Regions from separate parts of the Xenopus tropicalis genome. Here region 1 is linked to region 2. The links are chromatin contacts, called in public Hi-C maps. All regions are on one chromosome and are shown on one strand. Each heading gives the region's core, a stretch centred on a gene start, on an enhancer-like site or on the middle of the called end of the contact. The rest is flanking DNA. Distances are from core to core; before and after follow the strand shown. Region 1 holds the start of pcyox1l (prenylcysteine oxidase-like). Region 2 holds the start of csnk1a1 (casein kinase 1 alpha 1).

Region 1 (4,797 bases), core at 22-2,521, 170 kb after region 2:
ATATTATGCAACACAAGTAGAGGACACCAGTACAGAGGCACTGCAGTTTCCTATTGGATGATTACCCCATATACATATGGGCCCAACCTGTATCCTGTCTTAAATAAGATGGAAAATGATTGACCTATGAATAGCACCAAAATGATTGCTTCCAGTCACTTATATATCAAAATGAATGTGGCACATGGAGCAGGTAGTACCCTGAGAATGGGCCCCCAGTGTTATCCAACCTGTGACCTAAGGGACAAATACTTAGGGGCCCATTTACTAATCCACGAACGTCCGAAAAGCGCCCGAATGCGTTTTTTTTTTAATGATCGATATTTTGCGACTTTTCCGCGAATTGTCGCAAATTTTTCGAGCGCTCAATACGAAAAAGTCGCAATGGCTATGCAAAAGCCATGACAATTCACGAAAGTCATAATGGCTATGAAAAAGTTGCGACAATTCACGAAAGTCATAATGGCTATGCAAAAGTCGTAACGGCTACGAAAAAAAATGCAAAAAATATGAAAAAGTCGCAAAATGTTAGTTTCCAATGCGATTTTTTCCCATTTGGGATTCGGATTCGTGGATTAGTAAATCAGCCCCTTAGTATTCTGCTGCCAAAACAGACAAATAGGATTTTAGTTGCCAATGTCATTAATAGGGAAGAACGATCCCAATGATATGAAGGCCAGTCCTCACACTGATAATGCCACATACAGCTATTAAACCCATTTGGATACCAGATGTGTGTGCTAGAAGGGGGGTGTAGTTCATCACCAGCTTATGAACCTTAAATTATATTTCTCTAATAAAAGACTTTTAAATTAAGCCATCACATCTGCGCCAGGCGTGTTTATTTAAAAAAAAGTTTAGTCATTGCCATTCTGTTTATAAACATCAATGCAAATACAGCCTCTGGCGTTTTTGTTATGGTTTAATACAACTCCTAGCAGCACCCCAGACATGAAGGCAGGGCGAGCCCCATGCTGTCAGTTCGCAGCATCCCTCATGAAGGCATTTCCCAGCTACACTACAAGTAACAGCAGAGTTCTGCAGAACTTCTCCATTTACCGATCCTGCCAGGAGACTCCGGCGGCTGTCCGGCACAAAGCTGAAAAAGCAAAGCTGTCAGCGTTATAAGCAGGGACATTCTGTGGATGGAGCCTCCGGAAGCCATACCACATCTTCGCCTGTCAAGCCATTCATCGCGACAGAGGCCTGGAACACACGCATTACCTCGCAAGCTACGCATTCCAAAGCGAGGCCAGAAACGCAAGCTGTGGGTGATCGCAAGTAGCCCAGCTGAACGTGATTAGGCGTTTGGGATGCTGCGTCGCTCTTGTAGAACTATTTTCTATATGTCATTTTATAAGATATATTTCTTATAACAAGAAATATTTTCTCATGAAAATAACGTAATATAACATCGGAAATGTGAAAATGTTATAGTTCTATAGTTTGTATTTTGATTTATTTTCACACCGCAATCCCGTCAGGCGTGTTATGTTACAATTTCTCTCTTCCCCAGTAATATCTTGTGCCCATTTATTACTATAACACTACAGCTTTATGTAGAGACTAGATAAGAGATTCAAGGACTTGACTATATATATATATATATATATATATATCACACTTTCCAGCAATGGTGCCATTGTGTGATCTAGTCCAACTGTCTTACACCCAGGTACACTGCTGTATCCCATGAGCACTCATGGGTGAGCATCACATTCACGGTGCATCATTGTGCTTTCAGACTCATCACGGACTAGAAACCAAATCTTTGTGATTTTTAACCAACCCCTTATGCCCTGAACATTATTAACATTTATTTATAAAGTGCCAACATATTCCGCAGCGCTGTACAATAAGTGGCTCTTTTGCTGCCTCTGCAGGGGGTATAAATATCTGTGACTGTCTGTCCTTTGCCATAGGATATTTTTCTGGCTTCCTGGTTGATTTGGGGCCCATACTTAGCTGTTTCTACCTTTGAATGCCAGCTATAGAGAGAATACATATACACTCATATCAGCAGCCAGCATAATAACTCTATGCACCTCTTGCACTTAACAGCTGTTTGGAGAAGTTTAGCTGAACTTTTGTCCCTGACAGCTGTAAATACTGGATAACTAATCTAGCACAGCTACACAAGGAAATGGAATGTTACAGTGGGATGGTATATACAGTGGAGGAAATAATTATTTGACCCCTCACTGATTTTGTAAGTTTGTCCAATGACAAAGAAATGAAAAGTCTCAGAACAGTATCATTTCAATGGTAGGTTTATTTTAACAGTGGCAGATAGCACATCAAAAGGAAAATCGAAAAAATAACTTTAAATAAAAGATAGCAACTGATTTGCATTTCATTGAGTGAAATAAGTTTTTGAACCCCTACCAACCATTAAGAGTTCTGGCTCCCACAGAGTGGTTAGACACTTCTACTCAATTAGTCAACCTCATTAAGGACACCTGTCTTAACTAGTCACCTGTATAAAAGACACCTGTCCACAGAATCAATCAATCAAGCAGACTCCAAACTCTCCAACATGGGAAAGACCAAAGAGCTGTCCAAGGATGTCAGAGACAAAATTGTAGACCTGCACAAGGCTGGAATGGGCTACAAAACCATTAGCAAGAAGCTGGGAGAGAAGGTGACAACTGTTGGTGCGATTGTTCGAAAATGGAAGGAGCACAAAATGACCATCAATCGACCTCGCTCTGGGGCTCCACGCAAGATCTCACCTCGTGGGGTGTCAATGATTCTGAGAAAGGTGAAAAAGCATCCTAGAACTACACGGGAGGAGTTAGTTAATGACCTCAAATTAGCAGGGAACACAGTCACCAAGAAAACCATTGGAAACACATTACACCGCAATGGATTAAAATCCTGCAGGGCTCGCAAGGTCCCCCTGCTCAAGAGGGCACATGTGCAGGCCTGTCTGAAGTTTGCCAATGAACACCTGAATGATTCTGTGAGTGACTGGGAGAAGGTGCTGTGGTCTGATGAGACCAAAATAGAGCTCTTTGGCATTAACTCAACTCGCTGTGTTTGGAGGAAGAAAAATGCTGCCTATGACCCCCAAAACACCGTCCCCACCGTCAAGCATGGGGGTGGAAACATTTTGCTTTGGGGGTGTTTTTCTGCTAAGGGCACAGGACAACTTATTCGCATTAACGGGAAAATGGACGGAGCCATGTATCGTGAAATCCTGAACGACAACCTCCTTCCCTCTGCCAGGAAACTGAAAATGGGTCGTGGATGGGTGTTCCAGCACGACAATGACCCAAAACATACAGCAAAGGCAACAAAGGAGTGGCTCAAGAAGAAGCACATTAAGGTCATGGAGTGGCCTAGTCAGTCTCCGTACCTTAATCCAATAGAAAACCTATGGAGGGAGCTCAAGCTCAGAGTTGCACAGAGACAGCCTCGAAACCTTAGGGATTTAGAGATGATCTGCAAAGAGGAGTGGACCAACATTCCTCCTAAAATGTGCGCAAACTTGGTCATCAATTACAAGAAACGTTTGACCTCTGTGCTTGCAAACAAGGGTTTTTCCACTAAGTATTAAGTCTTTTTTTGTTAGAGGGTTCAAAAACTTATTTCACTCAATGAAATGCAAATCAGTTGCTATCTTTTATTTAAAGTTATTTTTTCGATTTTCCTTTTGATGTGCTATCTGCCACTGTTAAAATAAACCTACCATTGAAATGATACTGTTCTGAGACTTTTCATTTCTTTGTCATTGGACAAACTTACAAAATCAGTGAGGGGTCAAATAATTATTTCCTCCACTGTATTCCCAGGGCTGATGCTAAATTGTTATCAGTGCAGCTACCAATTCATATTGAGAGGATTACTACAAATAAGAAAATGTAAGTAACAATCTCATTGGTTGCTACAAGCAACTGCACTAGCATCTACAGTATGTAAATAAACAACATTACTATTTCAGGCGCAAATCCACCCCAATACTTTTTAACACGCTTTAAATAACACTGTTAAGAAAATAAATAATTCACTACCATTTAAATTTGGTTCCTGAACCAACAAGTGTATTTTTAGCTGTAATATTGGTCGGTAGGCACCATCTTAGTGCATTGTGCTTGAGTCTGAGCTTTCAGAAGGAGCAAGTGCTACACATTTGAACTGCTTTCAGCTAACCTATTGTTTCTCCTACTCCCATGTAACTGGGGGAGTCCCAAGCCGGACTTGGATTTCTTATTATTGAGTGCTATTCTGATACTTACAGGGAGCTGCTATCTTGCTCCCTTCCCATTGTTCTGCTGATTGGCTGCTTGGAGGGGGTGATATCACTCCAACTTTAATACATATACAGCTCAGCAGTAAAGTGTAACTGAAGTTTATCAGAGCACAGGTCACATGGCTGTGGCACCCTGGGAAATGAAGAATATGACTAGCCCCATGTGAACTTTCAAAATTAAAATATAAAAAAAATGTGTGCGGTTTTGAAAAATGGATTTCAATGCAGAATTCTGCTGGAGAAGCTCTATTAACTGATGTGTTTAAAAAAAAAATCATCTTTTCCCATGACAGTATTCCTTTAAATACATGACTGCTTTCCCAGAGCAGATTGGATGCAGGGTTTTGACACATTTGAGAGTATTTCCTTATCTGGCACATACAGAGACCTCTCAATCCAGATAAATAGTTCTTGGCACTGACCATGCCCTGGAAAGTGTCCTAAAACACTGCCCCCCCACACACAGACGCATGCTGACTACTGCAGCGAAAGTTGTAGTGATAAATAAACAATAGCAACACACACTTTTAAAAATAGCTTTTTAT
Region 2 (5,184 bases), core at 2,563-5,062:
ATAATTTATTACAGAAATACTATGTGAATTGAGCAAAACTGTCAGCCATTGTTAGTGCCGTGGCTATCCCTGAAAAGACTGCAGAGGTCAAATGCCCACTTGCCATCAGTAGCATAACCCAGATACCCATTGGGTTTGAGGAGTAGTTTATGGCATTGACGTGCAACTCAGTATTTACCTCCTGCTTCAAGGACAAATTGACAATATTTCTACAATGTGTGCAATAGTTTCTGTAATTAGTGCATTCATGGGCACACAACCAATATAACGCCTGCACACTAGTGATGTGCGGGCTGGGCCGATACCCGCAGGACAGGAAGGTTTGGGCCGACCTCGGCACATCACTTGCGGGTTACGGACGGGTTTAGGTTGAGTTCCGTTCACCCTCCCCGTCCGCAACCTAACACTGTCAGCTTCCTCTTCCGGCTTGTCAATTTAAAGGCGCGCACCTGACATGCCCCACCCCTTTTGTGAAGTCATTGCGGGGCAGCGCAGGTCTATAAATAGAGGGGAGAAGCCGGATCTGGTAGGGTTAGGAGCGGCCGGGTTAGGGCCGAGTGAGGGTTGAGGTTTTCTCAACCCGCACATCACTACTGCACACATATAAAAATTGGGCACGGCACAAAATAGTTTAGCACTTCTTACCTCCCTCCAATTTCTAAGTGCGGACCTAAACCTGCCCCTACATTGTGTGTGTGATGTCACACACATTGCCGCGGAAATTACATCACGCAGTGTGCATGTGACGTATTTTCTTCAGAGCCCGCAATAAAAGAAAATAAGCCCCTGCTTTATAGGGGTTGTAAGTAGTGTTGTGGAGGCAGGGCCGGAACTGGGGGTAGGCAGAAGAGGCACCTGCCTAGAGTACAACACCGGGGGGGGGGGGGGGGGGGGGCGACTCCTCATTGATTGATACGCTTATTGTACTGCAACAATTGTAAGTGCAACTTTTAAGTATTAAACCATTTATTTTTGATTTTACACTATGGGAGCGTGCCTCTCTGTTTTAATGTGTTTTTAGATATCTGAATACGCACCTGGAAACCTGTATATACTACACTACATTTATTCGGTATGTGTATTGGTTCAAGAACACTGACTCTTTATTTTTACTTTTTGCTAATTATATTTGCTTTTTGGCTTTTATATATTTTTTGCTATTTATATAACGCCCCTTTTTTCTACTTTTAATGAGGTACCTCTCCCTTGCCTTGGCCCCTTGTCATTACACGGCATCCCCCCAAGATGTCTCTGCGCATGTGCACTTCTGCGTGCACATGTTGGGGGGATGGTGCAGGGGCAAGGTAGCCAGCCGGGTTGCCTAGGGGGCCCGTTTGGGTGAATCTGCACACACAGAATTTATTCCTTAGAGTAGGTTTAACTGCCCTTTGTTCCACGCTTGATAAGGACAGTGGGGGACCCTGGACCGATTGCAGAATGGCATGTCTATTGACTTCTACAGGGGGGTAGGATTGCCACCTGTTCGGTTTTGACCTAAATAGCTCAAGTTTTCTTAGGGTTGTTTGGGTCACAACTGGCTGTTAATAATCTGGCCAATAACCAACTCTGATGTCACGACCCTGCCCCCACAGGACACAAACATGCCCCCAAATGTCACAACCCTCATATGTCACTGCTCTGCCCTTCCTTATGTCATCATTTTTGTTCCTCTTGTTCGGTTTTTGCAGAGGTCTAAGGTGGCGACCCCATTTGGGAGTGTCATGCACTTTATAGCTTGACCCAGGCCCCTTAACATTTTAGGATTGCCCTGCATAACATATTAAGTATGTCAACTCCTGGGATTCTGCTGGTTATAATTATATTTAATATAGCACCACATTTGCAAGAAGAGAAAGCCTGGGTTCAGTGAGGAGGGTGGGATAAAGAGTAAGGCTCTCTCAAAGTAGCGGACTGGTCTCATTAGCTGCCAAAAAAGAAAGTAGGAGGTGGGTAGGAGCAGGAGCTCAGCTGTCTGAAAGCACCAGGCTGCTCACTGACTCATAAGCTGAGAGACAGTATGACGGGAGATCTGTCTAAAGCAGGTGGTGCCCTGCTGATTGCACAGAGTGGTACTGAGCTGCAAACATTTGGGAAACCCCACACAGGCTGCTGCAGCCATTTGGAGGTTAGGTCACCTCAGGCCTATATTTGGAATATATTACATGTAATCCTTTTCTAGGCAATCATCTTTTTCCAGTATGACAATTCCCAGACGTGTGGCTGAAAAGCAAAAGCAATGCATTTAAAGTCTTTATCATAGCACTGGGTTGTTAGCATACCTTTAAAATCAGATGCCCCTAAAATATCTGTATGGGTGAAGACACACTGGGCTACTAGTAGCAGCTACTTTTTTAAGGCTACTAAACTCCAGGAAATACCCTGCCAGAGACAATAGTGAGAATTGCCTCTGCTAAGACACATGCAGAGACAATTATCAGTAAATGATCAGCATTGTCTTTTTTTAGTAGCCACGACAAGTAGCTGCTACTAGTAGCTCCGTGTGTCTTCACCCTAAGGGCAGGGGTACACAGGGAGATTGGTCCTCACAAGGCAACTTCAGCGACTTTGCGTATGCCATCCCACCGGCGATTTACATTCTAGCCAGTGGGATGGCATTGTGGGGAGATTTAATGCGCGCCAACTAATCACTGCCCTTGAGGCAACTTCGGCAAATCACCGGCGCCGCGTTTGCCATCCCACCAGCGTTTTACATTCTCACCGGTGGGATGTCATATCGGGGAGATTAGTCGCCCGCAACAAGGGAGATTTGTCGCGGGCGACTAATCTCCCCGTGTGCCACAGCCCTTAAGCGCAGTGTGGGATAAAATATATATATATAAAAACTCATTATAATTATAATATTTATTATGTTTAGGAAGAAATAGAGGGTATTTTGTATTTTTAGTTTTATAGCTATATATTGGAATACTGATTTTTGTAAACAGAAAAAAAGTTTTCGAGAGATTTCTTTATGAGACATTCACTGGTATCGTTAATCTTTATTAAGGCCTCATATATAAAGATTTCAGTGTGGCCAAGAGACGCCTTTCTTCGTTCTCTGGCTTATAACGAGCAGCAACTTGCAAGGGCGGACATATAGTTACAGCTGCCACAAACAAGTGCAAATCGCGTCACCACTCGCGTTCCTAGGAAGCACAATGCCCGGGGCTTGCGTGTTGGCCCGCCCAGTTACCAAGGCAATGGGGAGTGGCAGTGAGACATCTATAGTCCCAACGCTGTGCGCCCTGGAGCAATTAACACCCACTCCTTCCTAATACGGGTGGCCATATTGTACCCGGGAAATGAGGCGCCATTTTGTTTCTAAGCTTCTCAAAAGCGGAACATAACGTGGCATAAGCGCCTCATGCTGGCAGATAATTACTGCAGTACTTCAAAAAATAGAGCACTGAGAATGGTAGCCCAATAATACCGTCAAGGTCAAGAACTGACAAGGTGGTTGTTATAATTGTGTCCTTTAACGAGGGGAAGCAGTTGATATGTATTTGAAATAGGATCGTGTTTCTTCGAAACGCACGAAAATGCATCTTAACCTATATGCTGCATTGCGTAGATTATGCCTATTAATGCAGCAAGCTTTATATTATCGAGCGTCCCATTATCCTGTTTACAAATGGCCGAAAGGCGTCTGGGAGGGACGCTACGTCTTCGAGAGACGTAGCAACTTGCTCCGCCCACAATATGCGTCAGCCCTAGCCCAGTACCCACAGTTCAGTGCGCGGGCGGAGGAGGGCATTTTGTGGCGAGAGAGACTGCTAGAGGGGGGAGCAGGAAGAAGAGAGTACAAGATGGCGGCTTGAGGAGGAGCAGGAGAGGGGTTGCGGTTGTATTAGAGGGTGGGAAGTCGATAGATGAGCGTGTGACTGAGGGTCGGAAAGCCATCAGAGGTACACACCGCTCCGAGAGAGGGGATTCGGGGCGGAGAAGAAGTGGGGGGTTGTACAGAAAGAACGGAAACGGGCGCCCGGTGACCCCCCTTACACCGAACAAAGAACCCAGGGAACGCGGATATTCTTGTCCCTAAGCCGAAGGATCTGCTGTTCTCACTACTAGTCGCATATCTCTGTTTGACTCCATTGTAATTGTTCTGCTTTATCGCTGGGGATCCCTCCCCCTTCCACCCCGGATCATGGCGAGTAGCAGCGGCTCCAAAGCTGAGTTTATTGTCGGTGGGAAATACAAGCTTGTGCGGAAGATCGGATCTGGCTCTTTTGGAGACATTTACCTGGCGATCAATATCACCAATGGCGAGGTAACCTTGTTTATTACATGTGTACGCGGCTTGTGGCGCTGCACCGGGGTGGGGCGAAGCCGGAGGGTTCTATGGAACGTACACGGAGTTCCTGGCTGGCCGCGGGGGCTTCTGGGAGTTTGGGGTCAGGAACCGAGTGAGAAGCAAAAGTAGGCGATTCCTTCGGTTGTTCGGCCCCCCTGTTGGCCATGGGATGCTGCTGACTGCCGATATACTGATCAATAATTGTGCGTGATAGTTCCTCCATTTCTAATCCTGCTGCTGGGAAATTACTTTTATTTTTCGGTCCAATTCCACCTACGTTTTGGTTTCGGTAAACACGTAGTGGCGTCATAAATTCTACGTCATTCGGTAGTGTTTTTTGGTCGATGTTTCGATATTTTAGAGGCCCCCCCCCCATCAAGCAATTCTGTGGTTGGTCATTTGATATTACTGGTTGGCGTGTCCCCCCCCCCCCCCCCCCCAATCTCTGTAATGTTGTGCGTTTGTAATCTGGTGGCCATTTTAGCAGACACTGCTATCTGTTAGAGCTCTTGCCCTCCTGTAAAGAGTTGCCTGTCTCTGCTTAAACCCTTTCATCCTACAAGACTGACAGTGTATTATGTATTTGAAAGGATAAAAAGTGCTTTTTTTGTAGGTGGCTCTTAAATAGGTGACACAAGTGCAACTTATTCTGTGTATATTAATATATGGACAATAATGATCAATCATACAGGCTTAAGGTATGAGGGAATGGCTCCTCAAGTGGGTTTCCAGTTAGGAAATGGCTTTGGTTACATTCCTACCTTTGAATAGTTACATAGGGTAGAAAAAAGACCAATGTCCATCAAGTTCAACCCATCCAAGTAAACCCAGCACACCTAACCCACACCGGTGGGTCAACAAAACACTTTGCTTTTTCATTAATTTATTTC

Evidence for each region. Hi-C and Micro-C count contacts between places; a contact is called where the count stands out from the background.
Region 1: a contact with region 2 is called in a Hi-C map of gastrula embryo, with 2.6 times the contacts expected there. The contact joins the promoter of pcyox1l here to the promoter of csnk1a1 in region 2. A contact is called at or near these places in 4 of 5 Hi-C or Micro-C datasets (brain, gastrula embryo, liver and 1 more).

The regions. Positions count from the first base shown.
Region 1 is chr3:40,453,144-40,457,940 of UCB_Xtro_10.0, forward strand. It overlaps pcyox1l (prenylcysteine oxidase-like), which reads right to left and starts at 1,272. Exons shown (of 6, transcript XM_002939107.5): 1 at 1,060-1,272. The coding sequence starts at 1,240. It overlaps grpel2 (GrpE like 2, mitochondrial), which reads right to left. Exons shown (of 4, transcript NM_001142216.1): 4 at 4,778-4,797.
Region 2 is chr3:40,281,401-40,286,584 of UCB_Xtro_10.0, forward strand. It overlaps csnk1a1 (casein kinase 1 alpha 1), which reads left to right and starts at 3,813. Exons shown (of 10, transcript NM_001001221.2): 1 at 3,813-4,270. The coding sequence starts at 4,148.